Linked DNA regions of Mus musculus: region 1 is linked to region 2. A link is a contact called in public promoter capture Hi-C data. All regions are on one chromosome and are shown on one strand. Each heading gives the region's core, a stretch centred on a gene start, on an enhancer-like site or on the middle of the called end of the contact. The rest is flanking DNA. Distances are from core to core; before and after follow the strand shown.

Region 1 (3,374 bases), core at 811-3,310, 88 kb before region 2:
ATCCCTTTCTCCTGCCTTACCACTCTAGTTAAGATGGTTTAGGAGCAGAGAATGGAAACTTTGTCTCATTCTGATTTTATAAGTTGTTCCTTCTTTGACATGATATTGGCTATGAATTTGCCATGCATACTGCCTTTATTATGTCACACTGTGTCCTTTCTGCTCCCTCAAGAGTCTTATCATGAAGGGATGCTACACTGGTTAATCCTGGCAGTCAACTATTGGAATCTAGAATCACTTAATCTTTGATGATTGTAGCAAGAGTGTAAGTTGGAGAAATGATAGTCCCTGCACAAATGGAGAAACTGGGTATCTACTGTGGAATAATAAAACTATCTCTCACCCTGCACAAAAAAAAATTAATTTAAAATATACCAAAAAGACCCTAATGTAAAATATAAAAATAGCTTGAAACCATGGGGCAAGGGATGCTTGAAGAGTCAGGTACAAGCAAGAGTTTTCTGAAAAGGACTCACTCTGCTAGCTCAGGAAGAAATAGCAAGAATTGTCAAATGGGGTTGAATCGACTTAAAAGGTTTCTGGACAGCAAAGGAACCAATTAACTTAGTGAAGAGAGCCTACAGGATGGGAGAGAGTTGTCACCTATACATCTGATAGAGAACTCATATCCAGAATCTATAAGGAACACACACACACACACAAATACAAAATTCAATTATTAAGTGGACAAATTAAATGAATAGACAGTCCCCAGAGATGAAGTGAAATAGACAATAAACATGCAAACACATTGGCACCCTAAACCATCAGGGTATTTACACAGAATTCATCTCACTGTGATTAGAATGAGTATCATCAAGAGAAGATATGATAGGCTGCTGAAGGAATGTAAATTACGAGAATATGTGTTGCAGTCCCTCAAAAAAAGAAAAAAAAAAGAACGATTATAAGATCTATCTGCATCAAACCCAGGGATATAAGTCAGCTTACAATAGAGAGCTGCACCCTTTGCTTATGATGCACCAATCACAGCAGCCAGGTCGGGAGGCAGCCTGGGAGGCAGTCCCTCAGAGGATGAGTGAACAAAGAAAATGTGCTACCTTTACACCGTGGAGTATTACCCAGCCACAAAGAGTGAACTCTCTCTCTCTCTCTCTCTCTCTCTCTCTCTCTCTCTCTCTCTCTCACACACACACACACACACACACACACACACACACACACATTTTTTTCTGATCTGTTTCTCCTCTGGAGTGCCAAGATTACAGACAAGTGCCACTATACTCAGCCTCAGAACCAGAATAATGATGATGATGATGATAGAAAGCAGGAGGAACCCAGGTTGAAAAATAAGGGACAAGAAGTGGGGGAGCAGGGAGGAAAAGACACAAGAGAAGCAGAGGTGGAGGTGGAGTGGGACACTGTTATCAAAGTCCTTTATGTAAATATGTGAGAATGTCTCAATGTTATCAATTGTTTTGTACAACTAATGCATAATAATAAATAGTTAATTCCAAAAAAAGAAAAAGGAGAGAGCAGAGGAACCCACAGACTAGTGGACAGTCCGGCAGATATTTGTGGCACCAGGGGACATTTAAAAAGAGCTAATGGGGCTGAAGAGGTGGCTGGGTTGTTAAGTGCTTATGGCGCAGGATTACTGTACAAGCTGAGGACCGCAGTTCGGACTCCAAGGCCCACCTAAAACCTGGGAGTGGTCCTGCACGCACCGGTAACCGCTGCACTGAGGTGGGTGGAGACTGGGGAATCGCTAGGTTTTGGGGCGTGGCTGGCTAGCTGACAAAAGCGAGGGAGTTCCAGGTTCAACAAAAGAGGAACAAGGCAGAAAGTGGTACAAGGAGACACCCTCTGTCCTCCTCTGGTCCCTGTGAGAGAGACTTGCAGCCCTCCCCATACATAAATAAAAATAATTAAACATTGAACAGAATTCCTTCCGGTTTATGGGCTCACACCTCAGGAGGGAAATCAGAAAGCTCCCCTCCTGGTGTGATTTGCATTTTAATTAGTGCCGAGTCTGCTCTAGGCACTCCCTTTTGGTCGTGAGTCAGGAGGCCGAGGCCTCCCTGCAGAACCTGCTCAGGGCTGGACTTCAACCACACCCTCAGTCCATTCAGACTGGGCACAGCCCAAAGAGCAGAGGCCCAGTGAACTGTCTCAGGGGAGCCTGATAGCCCCATCCCCAGCTGACACCAAGCCCTCCTAAAAGGGCTGGACCACCAGCCTTCAGCTGCCCATCCACAGATAGTGGACTAGATGAGCGGGAAGGTCCTGCCTCCAGCCCCCTCAGAACCTCTCTTGTGAAAACTAAGGAACCTGTGCTCTGAGTCAGCAGCTGTGGAGACACATAACTGAGTGTGACTCAGCCCCAGGCTCAGCTCTGAGGTTCCCCGCAGATTATGCCCTTTTTTGGCCCCAGGCAGGGTTTCCCTCTTCTCTCCTAAGTGCTGATGGGCAGAGCCTCAAACAGCCCCGGATGAGCAGCGCTGTTGCTCACAGGCTCCCTCTCTAGAAGGGCTGGGTGCAAGGAACGACTCCCCAGGACTTCAGATCCTACGGGAGGATGAAGGGGCACCACGGAACCTCCTCTAGCCGTGCCTCAGAGACCAAGCTAATGTTTTAGTGAACGGACAACCCCAAGTCCGTACCTCCTTGGGTGTATAAAGGGAAAAGGAAGGAGAAAGGGAGAGGGAGAAAGAAAGAACAGGAGGAGGGGACAGGAAGGGTGGAAGTCTCTACCAGCGGAAGCATCCTGGTTATTTTATCCCAAATCCTAGATGAATTCACAAGTGACCCCTGATGGCAAGTAAAAACACCTGCGGCTTTTGAGACAGAAAAGGCAAAAGGTCCTACGAGAAGACACAGCACAGGGAAAGAGGGGGAGGGCTACTTAAGGCAGTCTATCCAGGACAGAGGAAGAGAAGAGGTCTGCTGGGAGGGGAAGGGAGAGGAGCAGAGTGTCTGGAAGTCACAGAAGTGACTAGTGACACCAGTCCTGCAGTCCGCAGTGCGTTGACATTGAGTTCAGGGCGTTAGCTTCTCCCTTGGACTGACGTAAATCCACGTCCTACATCCAGGGTCAGAGTTCCCAGCTGCAGCCCGCCTTCACAATCCAGAGCCACAATTCTCTGGCTGCATGGTCCTAAGGAAGCAAACGAATCTCTAGACGCCAATGGCAATGATGGCAGAACACGGCTCCCTGGGCTCCCGAGCTGAACTAATGAATGAACGAACATGTGCTAAGCCTTTGAGAAGGAGGCATGGACTCCCCACGCTGCTCCATCAGTGACAGCACACAGAGGTTCTGGACCAGCCATTGCAGCCCAGGCAGATCTTCACCAAGCCTTCATTGTTCTGGAGTCTCGGGCTGAGTTTCCTCAGAGCTACATTGTGTCCTT
Region 2 (3,471 bases), core at 184-2,683:
ACTTTTAGAAGCAACTGAAATCAACACAGACATCACTAAACACCTGCATTTCTGTCTAGATACAGACATTTGAAGACCCCGAAGAAATTATATAGTGAATATTATACAGTAAACATTAAATTCTAAATTTTGGAAATCAAATTTCTTTAGAGCTTTTGCTTTCAATTTTGTACCGGTAAATAGTGACTGAATCACTAAAACATTACTTTTTAATAATATGGCAATACAGTAACTAGAGGTACCATATAAACAAAAATATCTTCATTAAATCCTTGATCAAGAATTTAAGAAAAATATAATTTAAAGATGTAATTTTAAAATCTTACCAAAAAAAAAAAAATCAATGCTAACTTCAACCAAGAGGAACTTGCAATCAAAATTATAGCAAATCATTCTCTTCAAATTTTCTTTAAAAACAAACACTTATTCTCAGTACAAATCCATATAAACGCCCTGAGTCGCTCTGATTTCTTATGCCAAAATAATTCCAAATGTGGCCGTTCCACGAGTTACACACCGAGTTTTCCGTTGCTCAGCCTCTTTTGCTCCACATGGCCCTTTAGCGCTCTCACTTTCTTAAGCTTAGCTTCCTGACTTTCAGCTATTTCTCTAAGCCTCTTAAGTTTCTCCTGTTCAGCAGCTTGTTGCTGTTGACGTTGATCTTGCTGTTTTAAAAACTTTAAGCGTTGCTCCTAAAGAAAAAGAAAAGAAGCACTTACTGGGCTGTCATTTTAAACAGTCACACTCCCATCTTCAATACAACCTCGGGCAGCCCTTGCAGGCCAAGACTGGCGCTCTGGCGCTCCTCTAACCCTGTTCTGCTCTCCCACAATCACCTGCCTAGAATCCAAAACACACTCCTTGGCCCACCGTAGAACCTCGTGGAGAGAAAACCTAAGAATTAGGATTTTTAATCCCAGTGGTTCCTACACACTAAGCACGCAGTTTTATAAAACTGGAGGCAGTTTTATAAAAACCTGCTTGTAAAATGGGTAGCCGTGTAGGCTGGTGCATGTGTATACAGTGTATATGTGCATGCATGCCAGCATCAAAGACCAGAGGCCAACAATGGGTGTCTCCCTTGATCACCTCTCCCCCTCATTTCTATTAATTTTTTGAGCTTTGTGTGATGAAGTTTGATCATATTCAACCCTTGGCCAATTCCTCTCAGAGCCATACCTCCTTCCCTACCCACCCAACTTTGTGTCCTTTTTCTTAAAAGAGGGTTTTATTTTTAATTATGTGTGTGAGTATGTGTACATAAATATAAGTGCCTACAGGGACTAGGGGATTCAGATCCCCTAAAGCTGGAATTATAGGCAGTTATAAGCCACCAGACCCGAGTGTGGGAATAGAACTCAGGCTCTCTGGAAGAGCAGTATAACCTTTCAACTGCTGAGCCTTCTCCCACTTTAAAAAATCAAGTACAATTTGTGCTGCTCATGTGTTCCTGGCTGTGTGCCTTCCACTGGAGGATGGCCAACCTACCAGGGGTCATACCCTTAAAGAAAACTGACTCGCCTCTCCCAGAAGCTGTCAATTCACAACAGCTCCTCAGCTAGGGACTGCATGCCCAACTCCTTTCCCCAGCCTGGGATTCTGTCTGCCTTGAGGCTGCACAGGTTTTATGCATGTTGTCATAACTGCAATGAGTTCCTCTATGTAAATGCCCTGTTACATCTGGAAAACACTGTTTCCTTGTAGTCACTGTTTCTAACTCTTAAAATCGTTCTGTTCCCTCCTCTGCATGACCCCTGAGCCTTGGGAGGAAGGGGTCATACAGAGTATGAGTTACTCATTGAACCTGCCTGGCCAGACTAGAAGGTCACTGTGCTGTAGGGCTCCGCCTGTCCCCATCAGCATTCCCCTCAGTTCTTCCATCACAGATGCTGCCCGTGCACCCAGCTTTTACACCATGCTGAGGCTCCAAACTCAGCTCCTCTACTTGCCCAGCAGGCACTTCACCAACTGAGCTACCTCTCTGACCCCAGATACCACCTGTAAGAAGCTAATTTGGGGCCTGTAAGTAAAAGTACTTGCCTGAGAACTGAGTTAAATCTCTGAAACTCACTTGGTGGAAAGAGAGCCAACTCACAAGAGTTTTCCTCTGATCTCCACACTTTTACTGTGGTAGAGATGTGTGCACAAGCACACATATGCAAATGATAACTTTTAAAAAGAAGCTAATTTTAAGAAGGAGCCTGGGCTGGAGAGATGGCTCAGTGTTTAAGAACACTGACTGCTCTTCTGAAGGTCCTGAGCTCAAATCCCAGCAACCACATGGTGACTCACAACCATCCATAATGAGATCTGACTCCCTCTGCTGGAGTGTCTGAAGACAGCTACAGTGTACTTACATATAATAAGTAAATAAATCTTTAAAAAAAAGAAAAAGAAAGAGAGAAAGAGAGAGAGAGAGAGAGAAAGAGAAACAGAGAGAAAGAAAAAGAAAGAGAGAGAAAGAGAAAGAAAGAGAGAGAAAGAGAGAGAAAGAGAGAGAAAGAGAGAGAAAGAGAGAGAAAGAGAGAGAAAGAGAGAAAGGAAGGAAGGAAGGAAGGAAGGAAGGAAGGAAGGAAGGAAGGACGGACCCATTTGACCTGGGAGACAATGTAAGAAAGGATATGAATTCAAATTCAGATTCAAACCCAAGCTGAACTAAGTTCCTGCGAGACCTTGGACATATTATATAACTTCACCAAGAACAGACATCTGTTTCCACATCTATAATATGGGAATTAGCAATAACAACTACATGTTGCTATGGAAAGGATTAAATACAGAATATAGATCCTTGAGGAGTATGTTATATATTATAAATGCCATAAGCAGAAACTGTAAAGAGACAAGGGGGTAGGTAACACCTTTAGAAAGCTATAATTATATAATTTAAAATATACTTGTATTACTTTATAATTTTAAACTATCAGTTACAGTATCTACTATTAAGGTAAACATCTCAGAATATGCCTAAAACATGTAAAAAACATGAAATTTCAAAGTGAAGATCTTGAGATTAGAGATTCACTCTGCAAGTCAGCTGTTTATATGAATGTGTGTCTCACTGCTCACTGTGATGGCACACGAGCTTATCCTGAGATGTAGAAAGGCAGAACCTCAGACTCCAAACTTTGATTCACAAACTCATTCTTAAGTAGATCCCAAACTGGACCAAGATGATTATTAGGTCTAGCTAGAGAAGTGCTGCACCCCAGGATGGGAACTGTGGTGTGGGGTACCATACACGAGTGAGTCTGGACGCACAGGAACATAAGACAGTGTCACATGCAAGAGCACAGTGCATGCTGAGAACAGCTACCTGTCAAGTCGTCATGTCACTATCCAGCATCCTGGAGCCTCCAGTCACTAAAGGACAGGTTACGTTAAGGATTCTGAGTGAACAGACTAAGGGCTGACAAGCTAGAGCCTGAAAGTAAAACAAGCTTGGCAAGGTTTTTTGTTTTTGTTTTCAAT

The links. Capture Hi-C pulls out chosen DNA fragments and counts their contacts.
Region 1: a promoter capture Hi-C map of adipose tissue shows a contact between it and region 2. The contact joins two enhancer-like sites. A contact is called at or near these places in 3 of 15 datasets of contacts at CTCF or cohesin (CD8 T cells, the NIH/3T3 cell line and large pre-B cells), 8 of 484 Hi-C or Micro-C datasets (the C2C12 cell line, CD4 T cells, embryonic stem cells and 3 more), 3 of 115 datasets of contacts at active chromatin or transcription factors (CD8 T cells, the NIH/3T3 cell line and embryonic stem cells) and 4 of 9 other capture datasets (adipose tissue, embryonic stem cells, liver and 1 more).

Annotation. Positions count from the first base shown.
Region 1 is chr1:182,527,112-182,530,485 of GRCm38.p6, reverse strand. No RefSeq gene overlaps it. Among named protein-coding and RNA genes, the nearest start is that of Capn2, 11 kb to the right of the region's middle. Within about 2 kb of position 2,060, at least 239 of the 459 cell types and tissues checked have an H3K27ac peak or open chromatin away from gene starts, as enhancers often do. A contact at or near this core is called in adipose tissue, where this site is marked.
Region 2 is chr1:182,438,058-182,441,528 of GRCm38.p6, reverse strand. It overlaps Trp53bp2 (transformation related protein 53 binding protein 2), which reads right to left. Exons shown (of 18, transcript NM_173378.2): 6 at 518-692. Among named protein-coding and RNA genes, the nearest start is that of Trp53bp2, 31 kb to the right of the region's middle. Within about 2 kb of position 1,433, at least 33 of the 459 cell types and tissues checked have an H3K27ac peak or open chromatin away from gene starts, as enhancers often do. A contact at or near this core is called in adipose tissue, where this site is marked.